3 separate regions of the Mus musculus genome follow, and all the other regions are linked to region 2. Evidence: chromatin contacts called from public promoter capture Hi-C data. All regions are on one chromosome and are shown on one strand. The core of a region is the stretch at or near the end of the contact, and the rest is flanking DNA. Distances in the headings are between cores, read along the strand shown.

Region 1 (3,260 bases), core at 521-3,020, 350 kb after region 2:
ATGATGATGTGTTTGTAGGTGCACGTAGACGTCTGAGGACAACTTGGGGGAACCCCCTTCTCTCCTTCCACTGCGGGTCTCGGGTACCAAGAGGCTATTAGGCTCATGTAGCAAACGCTGAGCTTTCTCACTGGCTCTTAGCGTTGCTTTTGTCAGAGTACTTTCTCACAGCAACAGGGAAGAAAATGAAGTCACAGATGAGGTTCTCAGGCAGCTTTCCAAAGGCCTTGCAGCTTGAGGGGCCAGCCACACACAGGATGGAGAGCAGCTCCGTGTCCTGGTACCCATAGTGCATCAGAGAAAAGGACAAGCTGGGTGTGGCCTCGTGCCCAAGACTTGAAACCACTGAAGAATTAAAGTTGAAATGGGAGGCAGGGAGGAAGAGGCAGGGGAGGGTGGAGGGCTGACATGAGATATGGAAGACAGGAGATCCCAGACTGTTCCAAGGGAGACTGAAGAAGACAGAAGCCACCTTGGGGAAGGAGAATGCCCCTGGTTCTAGATGGGTCAAGGAAAGAAAATACAGTGTCTGGGGACAAAACTGATGACGACAGGGTACCAGGGAGGGGGATCTGAGTCTGTGGCAATGGTGAGATTTTATTTTAATTATGAGGTGACTGCTGTGGCCATGGATGGCAGATCATAAAGAGAAGTGAGGAACTGAATCCGGTTTAACCAGTCGTGTTATTGCATCCGTGTGCAATAGACGAGAAAAGGTGCCAAAGAATCTGGCATTTGAGAACGTAATCCCCAGAGAGAGACACGCGGCAACCCGTGTCCTCAGAGCACAGGTTATTGTTAAGGTAAAAGACATACATTCAGCAAGATGTAAATGTGTAAAGAAATAGAAAAGAGAGAGGCTTGGCGCCAAGATCCTAGCACTTGAGAGGATAGTGTGTTCAAGGCAAGTTGGAGGGCAGCCTGGGCTACAGGCCAAGACTCTGTCTCAGAAAAATTAACTGAGGGCTGGTCCCAGGTAACCTTACCGCATTTGTCCCGCTTCGGAAGACACACTCCTGCCTCCCTTTCCTCTGCCTAGTCGGTGATTAGCTTTTTCTCTACAGTATTTAGAATTTTAAGGAGGGATAACTGCCAACTTCTCCTTCCTTAGAATTAGAAGCAATGGAGGAAGTGCTCTGGCAGATTGAGCAGAGTTCCATCTTCAACAATCCTCCAGACCATGCTGCGCTGCTAGGACTGCGGCTGATCATAGGGTTCCCACAAGAACCCAGGAGGCAAATCCAGGCTTGGTAGGGTGCAAGGCCAGCCCGTGTTCAAACAGTTTTCTACGCTGGACCCCAGGCCTTGTCCAGTAAAGGCTGGGACTGCGGAGCCCAAGGGAGGCTGTGCTACTGGAGTCGTTCTAAATTATGGTGTCTCGGTAAACAGGAGAGCTTTGTAAAACAAGCAAGCAAACAAACCTCACTAGGAGCTGGGAGGCGGTGGCGCACGCCTTTAATCCCAGCAGGCGGATCTCTTGAGTTCGAGGCCAACCTGGTCTAGGTGAGTTCCAGGACAGCCAGGGCTACACAGAGACCCAGTCTTGAAAAACAATACAAAAAACAAACAAAACAAAACAAAACCAATTCACTGTGGTGTTGAACCAAAGCAATGACTATGTCTAGGGCATTGGCAAGGCGTTTTTAAGACTCCATAGAGGCAGGACCGTAAGCTACGGGAGCGTTCCGGAGACCACGTGGGCAATGAGGCTCCCACGCTCGGGCGCATGCGCACTGTGGGCAGCGGCGCGCGTGCCCGGGCGGGCCCACCGTTCGGCGCAGCTCAGTGACGGGGCGCGAGCTCGCGAGCGCGGAGGAGGCCGGGGGCCTGAGCCGGAGCCGGAGCGCGCGCCGCTGCCCAGCCCCGCCGCGCCGGCCCCGCAGATGGTGACTCCGCGGCCCGCGCCCGCCCGGAGCCCCGCGCTCCTCCTCCTCCTGCTGCTGGCCACTGCGCGTGGGCAGGAACAGGACCAGACCACCGACTGGAGGGCCACCCTCAAGACCATCCGCAACGGCATCCACAAGATAGACACGTACCTCAACGCCGCGCTGGACCTGCTGGGCGGGGAGGACGGGCTCTGCCAGTACAAGTGCAGCGACGGTGAGCCGCGACAAGGGGGCGCGGGGTGGCAGGGGGTTGGAGGCGGGACAGTCCCCGGAGGCTGGGGGGTTGGGGGGAAATGCGAGAATCCGAGCCAGGCAAGTGGATGGGGACGGGTATGAAGCGAGAAAATAAAGGGACTGGTGCCAGGCAGGGGGATGTGTGTGTGTGGAGTGTGGAACAGGTAGATGAACAAGTGTGGAGCAGGTGGATGGGGCACAAGTGGGGGGCTAGAAGATGGAGGGGTACGTGTGGGGCAGGTTGTGGGGCGGGGGACACTTGCGGAGCAGGGGGGCGGGGACAGGGAAGCGGGATGGAAGGACGAGTGCGGGACAGGGGGATTAGGGGAACAGACGCCAGACAGGCATTGACTGCGTCCTCGGGTGTGGAAAGAATGAGCAGCGCTTGGAGCGTGCTGTCCTTGGGATTGAGCAAGCTGGGAACAAATGTGAGAGGTCACCTGAGTGCGCGCTCTGCACTCTGCTCTCCTTTGCATCTGAGCTTCTCGCCCTCTCTCCCCGCCATTGCACAAAGTTGCCTAAGAACTTTCTGATGTACGGGGCGGGGTGGGGGTGGGGGGCGGGAAAGGTGGGAGGGAAGTGGGACAGACTGAGTTTAGCACGTGCGGTCATGCACAGGCGCGCGCACACACATCATGTAATTGGTTCAGCTAAACATAGAAAGCCAAACGACAATTTAAAAGCCATCAGTTGGTGTTAAGTGCCATTTTGTTTGTTTACCTGCAAAGCTAGGTAAAATAAATTGTGGCTTTTGTATAGATTTCTGATGTACTTGGTTTTTGAGGGAGGTATACTGCATTGAAAAAGTTCCCTAACTTCTGGAAAACAATCTAAGACTTGCAGTTTTGTCTTGATTTGATTTTTGAGACAGGGTCTCAGGTAGCCCATGCTGGCATTGAAGTTGGTATGTAGCTGAGACTGACCTTAAACTCCTGTTCCTTGGCCACCCAGGTTTTGGATGACAGACACAAGCCATCTTGTCCGCCTTGTAGCTTTCTTGGGTATCACTGGCCTCTCTTCCTTATTCTCTGTCAATATTAGAGTTTGTCTGCTCATTCCTTTCATTGTTTTTAAACATTCTGTTTGAATCTGAGAACTTGTTTCATGGCAGCGTGAATAGTCATAAAATCAGCACTTAAG
Region 2 (3,352 bases), core at 760-3,259:
TTCATTTTAAAGACAAGGTCTCTTACTCATCTCCAAGCTCCTATTTCAGGTTTGTTATTTCAGGCTAGCCTTAGACTCATGTAGATCCGCCTGCCTCTGCCTCCCGAGTGCTGGGATTAAAGGCGCGCAGCACCACCACCTGGCTCACAGAGCCATTTCTAGCCAGCGTAAGATATAAAAGATACCTGGTCTCCAAAAATGAAAATACACAGGAGGAGTTCCCCGTCTCAGCCTCAGAGGTTCTGGGACTCTGAACTCAGGTCCTCATGCCAAGCCATTTTCACAATGTGGTGGCAATACCTCTTTCATTCCAGCACAAGGGAGGCAGGGGCAAGGAGAGCTATGAGTTGGAGGCCACACTGATTGATCTATTGCTCTACTGTGCAATTTCCAGGATGGCCAGGGATACACAGAGAATCAAAAAACAAAAACAAATAAAAAACCCAAACAAAAACAAAAACAAATGACATTAAAAACCCAGGGTGTCATTCTATCTCCTTGGCTGACCTGGATCTTGTTACTAGACCAGGCTAATCTCAAACTCACAAAAATCCACATGCTTCTGACTCCAGAGTGTATTAGGATTAAGGACATACCCACCCCCCAATTAAGGACATACCCCACCCTTTTAAGACTTGGGGGGCAGGGGAAGCAAGGATGTCACTGTGAAATTCAGACTCACCTCAAATTTCTGGCAATTTTACTAGCACCAGTCTTCCCGCCTCAGCCTCCAGTGTCTTCCTGAGATGATCTGACTGCATGAAATGCCCTCGCCTCATTTTAGTTGGCTGGTAGGTGAGGAAATGAACATCTTAGAGGGTATTTTCTCTCTGGTCCTAATGTACATCTTTAAACTAATAGGTTCTTAGCTGGGCTGTGGTGGCCCGAACCTTAGTCCCAGAACTTGTGAGTGAGGCAGAGGCAGGCAGATCTCTGAGTCTGAGACCAGCCTGGTTTACAGAGCCAGTTCCAGGGCAACAAGGGCTACACAGAAAAATCATGTCTCGAAAAGCCAAAAGCACCTAAAAAACCCAAACCAAACAAACAAAAAAACCCAATCTTGAAAATCACAAACATTTAAAAAACAAACAAACAAACTAATAAGTGTTGATCAGTATCTTTTGTTGGATCTAAATATTATATTATTAGGTACCTTATTGTCTCTTACTTCCTTCTTCCTTTTAGGACTAGAAAATACCATCCTCCAGAAAAATAAGGAGTATTTGGGAATGGTTGCTGTGAGCTGGTAGCCCAGGGGGAGGATTAGCATTACATAAATCCCTCTCCTACATTAATCTTTTCTTCCTAATTTCACAAGAATAAGGCAGAACTAAAGTAAAGCAGATAGATAAAGTTTTGGTATTTAGATCAGTAGGCCTAATTCTGTATGCCAAATTCCCTTCCTTTGTTCATTAATATCCCCTCCTGGTAGCCAAACCCTCTACCTAACTTCTGCCTCCTAGTCAACCTTGACTTCCCAGGTCCTCATCCTCAGCATCCTGTCTGCACGTGGTCTTAGTTCCGAAGGCTACCTGGCCCTAAGGTCAAGGTAAATCCGCGCCCAAGCTGCCCGGTGGAGGTGGTCTCAGAGGGTGCTGCGGGATCGAGGTAGTGAGGAGACTAGATCGCAAGACGTGATCCTCACATTTATTTGCCTGGAGTTCTCATGCCAGAGAACCTGGCAGATTTTACTATTTCCCAATTGTTTACTCGCCAAGCTTTCAGGTCCACGCGCCTCAGGGCTGCGCCTCTCACTCTGAAACTTCATTCAAAGGCCAGGCAGGGAGGCCCAAGAGGTGGCGAATGGGCTTGAGTATGACCTCAAGGCCACTTCCTCCCTCTTGGCGCCCTTCCCTCCCCTCCCCCAGTCCACCAACCACCTTCTTGTAAACAAAACTATCCCCCAGGGCGATGGGAGGTCTTGCTCTTCTGCGCCCTCTCGCGCAAAGGGTTAATTTTCCCGATCGCACGAGGGGGAGGAGATTTCCCTGTAGACGAGTAAAAAGCGTGATGGACAAACGTGCGGGCACTAAGACCGCAAGGCATTCATTTCCTCCTACGGTGGATGCGGACGCTGGGAGGAGAGCCCCTGAGCTAGGAGCTGGGAGCAGAGGCGCAGGCAATGCTCAACCCTGGATGTAGCTGAGAGGCTGGGAGAGAGATCGGCCAGGAGACTGACGGCGGGGCAATACCTAGGGGGGTGGGAGGGGGAAGCAGACAGGAGAGCACTCAAAATAAAAGGCTCTTTACAGATTTTTTTATTTTGTATAGAGAACACGTAGCGACTCCGAAGATCAGCCCCAATGAACATGTCAGTGTTGACTTTACAAGAATATGAATTCGAAAAGCAGTTCAACGAGAACGAAGCCATCCAATGGATGCAGGAAAACTGGTAGGTGATGCTTTCGCGAGATACTATTCCCGGGAGTGCATTAATGTCGGTATTCCTGGTCTGAGCGTGAGCGGAGCGACGGATGGATTGCCGGCAGTAGCCAGCAGATCGCGGAGTTCCAGGGTCTCATGTCTGCAGGAGACTCTGAAGCTGCATGGAAGCGTGCGGTTTGGGGGGTGCTCTGTGTGAGCCGCGGCCACGCGGGCATCTTTGTGTAGATTATATAACATAGAACATATAATATGTGTACCTGTAATAATATACGGGAGACAGAGGCATGTTACAATCCAGCTATCCCACCTGTGTTGTCTCCCTGCTTTCGCTTAGATTTGGGGGTTCTGCTTGGCCTCCCGCAACTGGAGCGTGCAAGGCAGTGGAGGGAGGACCCGGTCTCCGCTCCCTTTAACCCTCTTCAGCCCGCCTCTCTCTGGTCCTTTCCCTCTCCCCATCCCTCGTGTCCTTCCTTTCTCCTTGTAGTTCTTCCACTTTACTGCCCTCCCTTGACTGCCGCCTCCAGCCGTAGATGCCCAGGGTCCAGGACCCCTTCCCCACTCAGATTACTTTCCGGTTTCATAAAGACATCGGGGAGGAGGGGACAATGAAAACTGCAATAAAAATGAATGAACCCGAGCAAGTGGAGCCACGCCATTATTAAGTTTCTGTGTAAAGGAAACGCCTTTTGGACACGCTTCTCCGCGTGGAGCAGCAGTTTAAGTACTGGAAGGCTCCTGCCAGGGCAGTCTCGGAGGTCTTTCCCCAGAACTTCGAATCCGGGAAAACATCTTGTTTACTGAGTTCCTCCGGTCAGTCTTCTGAAAAATCCCCGTGTGGGAGGCGATCCGGTGTCACCTTGCAGTATTTTAAGAAGGGAGCTCCCTCCTTCCCGTAGACCGTGCTGTGGTTGGAGATGTTTCCCTCCGGTTTAGTGCGAGCCCCCTCGATCTCCCCACCCCCACCCCA
Region 3 (3,407 bases), core at 890-3,389, 260 kb before region 2:
GGAAAGAAAGTAGTGTATAATTAATTAGATATAGGGGCTTTTCCCCCCTTCTTGCATCTGGGATTTGATTGGAGGAAAGTTCAAGTTTGTTTCTTCCTAGACAAGCAGAATGGAATCGGCCTCCATACCTGCCAGAGCTGCAGTTCAGTGTTGAAGGGCTCAGCTATGGTGACGATCCGGCCAAGGTATCTGTCATTGATTGTAAATCTGTAGAGAAATGGAGGAGAATAAATCAGAATATTCGTTTTCAAGCATGAAATCTTTTACTAGATGACAAAGGTGTGTGTTTGTGTGCGAGTGTGTGTGTGCGCACTCATGTGTGCACATGTGTGCATGTATGAGTGTCCAGCTCTGTACACTTGTGTGTGTATGTATGTGAGTGTGTATGTATGTGCATGTGAATACGTGTGCATGTGCATAGGTGTGCGCACTCGTGTGTGTGTGTGTGTGTTTGCACAAGTGTGTGTATGCGTGTGTATGCATGTGCACAGGTGGTACACTCATGTGTGTATGACTGTACATGTGAGTGTGTGTGTATACAAGAGTGTGTGTGTGTGTGTGTGTGTGTGTGTGTGTGTGTGTGTGTGTGTAAAGTAGCTTTCAAAGGAAACTAGACACAGTAGGAAGATATAAGATGTCTCAGGGAATAAAAAACCTCAAGTCATGCAAACCTGATGCCCTGAGTCCAATCCTAAAATTCCACAGTTGTGGGAAGCAGCAAACGCCACTACAAGATGGCGCTGGCTACCACTGGCCACCGCCCATGATTATGGGTAAACAACCAATGTGCGCATGTGCATAAGAGTTTTTTGCCGAGTCACTGCCTGGCCCGATGCATATTAATGAGGTACTGGTAGCATAACCAATCAGGTATGGACATGTCACTCCTAGGCCTATATAAGCAGCGCCATTTCTTGGCTCAGGGTCTTTTCGCCTCTGTAATTGAGCTCTCCCAATAAACGTGTGCAGAAGGATCCTATTGCTGGTGAGTCAGGCGCTCACACACAGTGGAAAAAAGGAACTGGCTCTTGAAAGCTTTGACCATCATGTCCTAAATAGCTCTTTCTAGAGTTACTAATGGCTTTTATATCAATAAATCTAGCTGGCTTTTTTTTTTTTTTTTGATTTTCAGTTTACTCAAATTTTTTAAGTGGAATCAGACAAGAGGCCATATTTTTCTTTAAAAAAAACAAAAACAAAAAAACAAAAAACAAAACAAACAAAACGGTGATGGCGCATGCCTTTAATCCCAGCACTTGGGAGGCAGAGGCAGGTGGATTTCTGAGTTTGAAGCCAGTCTGGTCTACAAAGTGAGTTCCAGGACAGCCAGGGCTATACAGAGAAACCCTGTCTTGAAAAACGAAAAGCAGTAAACAACAACAACAAAAACAACTCCCCTCATACCCTTAAAAGAAAAAAGATGGTGGTGGTGGCTCACGCCTTTCATCCCAGCATTTGGGAGGCAGAGGCAGGCAGATCTCTGTGAGTTCAAGGCAGGCCTTGTCTTCATGGTGAGTCCTAGGACAGCTAAGGATATACAGAGAAACTCTGTCTTGAAAAAAAAAAAACAAAAAAAAACAAAAAAAAAAAAGGAAGGGAGGGAGGGGGAGAGGGAGGGAGGGAGGAAGGAGATAGATAGATAGATAGATAGATAGATAGATAGATAGATAGATAGATAGATAGATAGACAGACAGACAGACAGACAGACAGACAGATATATAGATAAATGAATGCTTAGCAAGCTGAACCCTGCTACAAACCCAGGCTTGCCCTGGTCACCTCTTTCCTCTCCTACTTCCATGCCCCTCCATGCCTGTGAATCTTTCATCTTTACTATTGTTCCATGGTATAGGTCTCACTGTCTTTTGCTGCCAGTTGACCATTGCCTTTTGCTGGGCCTATTAAAGAAGCTGATTGTGTTTCTGAACTCCACTCTGGTCTCCCTGGTGCCTACACTTCCCTATCGCCGACCCAAGCATGCTTTTTCAGAATAAACCCATCATTTCACTTTGTTTCAAACTTCTAGTGACTGAGTTATCATTGTTCTTGGACTAAAAGTCAAACTTTAACACGACTCTATCCCTTTTGACCTTTATCCCTTTCTTTCCTGGTAGCTTCAGCCAAGATCCTCAAGGTTTTGTTTACCCAGCTCATTCCTGCCCTTCCTTCAGTTCAGCCTGAACTTCCTTAGGGAGACCTTGCCGCCAACTTCTTTCAGGTTGCTTAGTTTCCCCTTAGTTGCATTATTTTGCTGTCCCCTGAGCCTCTTTCCTGGGTAATGACTAAGGTTTCATGCATGCATCTGTGTAACTCTTGCTATAATAACATTGCTCTCACCAACACATTAAGTTCTGCAAAAGCAGAAAGTTGGGTCTGTTTGTCTTCCTCATTGCAGCCCCAATACCAAAGATCAAGCCTAGCGCATAATGTGTGCCCTACATTACTCACTAGAGGGAAGAATTACAATTTAAAATGAGGTATTGGGGGTTAGAGAGATAGCTCGACAGTTAAGAACACTTGTTGCTCTTCTAGAAGACCAGGGTGCAATTCTGAGCACCTTCATGGTGGCTTACAACTATCTGTGATGCCAGTTTCAGAGGATCTGATGCCTTCTTCTGGCCTCTCTAGGTATCAGACATGCATATGGTACACACACACACATATATATATGCAGACCAAACACGCATACATATAAAGTAAAATAAATTTCAAATTAAAAATGAAGAAAGAAAATGATAATGAGGATATTTAAGAACAACACTAAGTACGGGAGCTTCCTGGGAAATGGGCAGTTACTGTAAAGCGCCATTTACCAGAAACCGTAAAATTCTTTTATTCAGTAGCAATATGCTATGAAAAGAGTAAAACATAAAAACATGTGGCTAGCGTGATTCCACATGTGTCTAATAAGCATTCATAGAGAAACGACTCAAGAATAGACACCGATCTGATGGCAGAAGTTATTTCTGACCAATTCCATTTTATAGATTACTTAAACACTACTACCACCCAGTTTCTGAAGAGTATACATACTGGTGTTGTAAGAGGAAGATGGGAATTTTTAAAAGGCAAAATGTGTTTGTTGCTGCAGTGAGAGTCTACGAGTCCCATGAACAGCTGCTAATTGCAAGTCATAGTTTTTTAAATGGACTATAATTTCTGCATTATTATTCTTGTTTGAGTCTTATAAACTAAAAACTAAGAGAAGTACTTGGGAGTTAGCAACAAATGCAACGAATAAAAACTGCAAATACTTATATAGACACTACCAATGCTGCAACAAATTGTGTTCATCTCAAGGGCCCAATATCACAGGAAGTGCAGAAGCGTTCTATGTCTTTATCAAAGTAGCTAAAACTACAGTAAGAATTCAAGTATATCTTAAATGGCTTGAAAAACTTAGATG

The links. Promoter capture Hi-C pulls out the DNA fragments that hold promoters and counts their contacts.
Region 1: a contact with region 2 is called in a promoter capture Hi-C map of hippocampal neurons, with 2.3 times the contacts expected there. The contact joins the promoter of Pla2g12a here to the promoter of Elovl6 in region 2. A contact is called at or near these places in 2 of 39 promoter capture datasets (hippocampal neurons and pre-B cells), 3 of 484 Hi-C or Micro-C datasets (the G1E-ER4 cell line and embryonic stem cells) and 2 of 115 datasets of contacts at active chromatin or transcription factors (astrocytes and memory CD8 T cells).
Region 3: a promoter capture Hi-C map of liver shows a contact between it and region 2, with 2.6 times the contacts expected there. The contact joins the enhancer-like site here to the promoter of Elovl6 in region 2. A contact is called at or near these places in 5 of 39 promoter capture datasets (the C10 cell line, cranial neural crest, liver and 1 more), 1 of 15 datasets of contacts at CTCF or cohesin (large pre-B cells), 5 of 115 datasets of contacts at active chromatin or transcription factors (craniofacial prominence, embryonic stem cells, epiblast stem cells and 2 more) and 1 of 9 other capture datasets (embryonic stem cells).

Annotation. Positions count from the first base shown.
Region 1 is chr3:129,876,836-129,880,095 of GRCm38.p6, forward strand. Pla2g12a (phospholipase A2, group XIIA) reads left to right here and starts at 1,771. Exons shown (of 4, transcript NM_023196.4): 1 at 1,771-2,100. The coding sequence starts at 1,884.
Region 2 is chr3:129,530,377-129,533,728 of GRCm38.p6, forward strand. Elovl6 (ELOVL family member 6, elongation of long chain fatty acids (yeast)) reads left to right here and starts at 2,010. Exons shown (of 5, transcript NM_130450.2): 1 at 2,010-2,119; 2 at 2,272-2,392. The coding sequence starts at 2,304. Gm35986 (predicted gene, 35986) reads right to left here and starts at 2,012. Exons shown (of 3, transcript NR_153368.1): 1 at 1,881-2,012; 2 at 683-788.
Region 3 is chr3:129,271,217-129,274,623 of GRCm38.p6, forward strand. It overlaps Enpep (glutamyl aminopeptidase), which reads right to left. Exons shown (of 20, transcript NM_007934.3): 19 at 129-207. Among named protein-coding and RNA genes, the nearest start is that of Enpep, 60 kb to the right of the region's middle. Within about 2 kb of position 2,140, at least 10 of the 459 cell types and tissues checked have an H3K27ac peak or open chromatin away from gene starts, as enhancers often do. A contact at or near this core is called in liver, where this site is marked.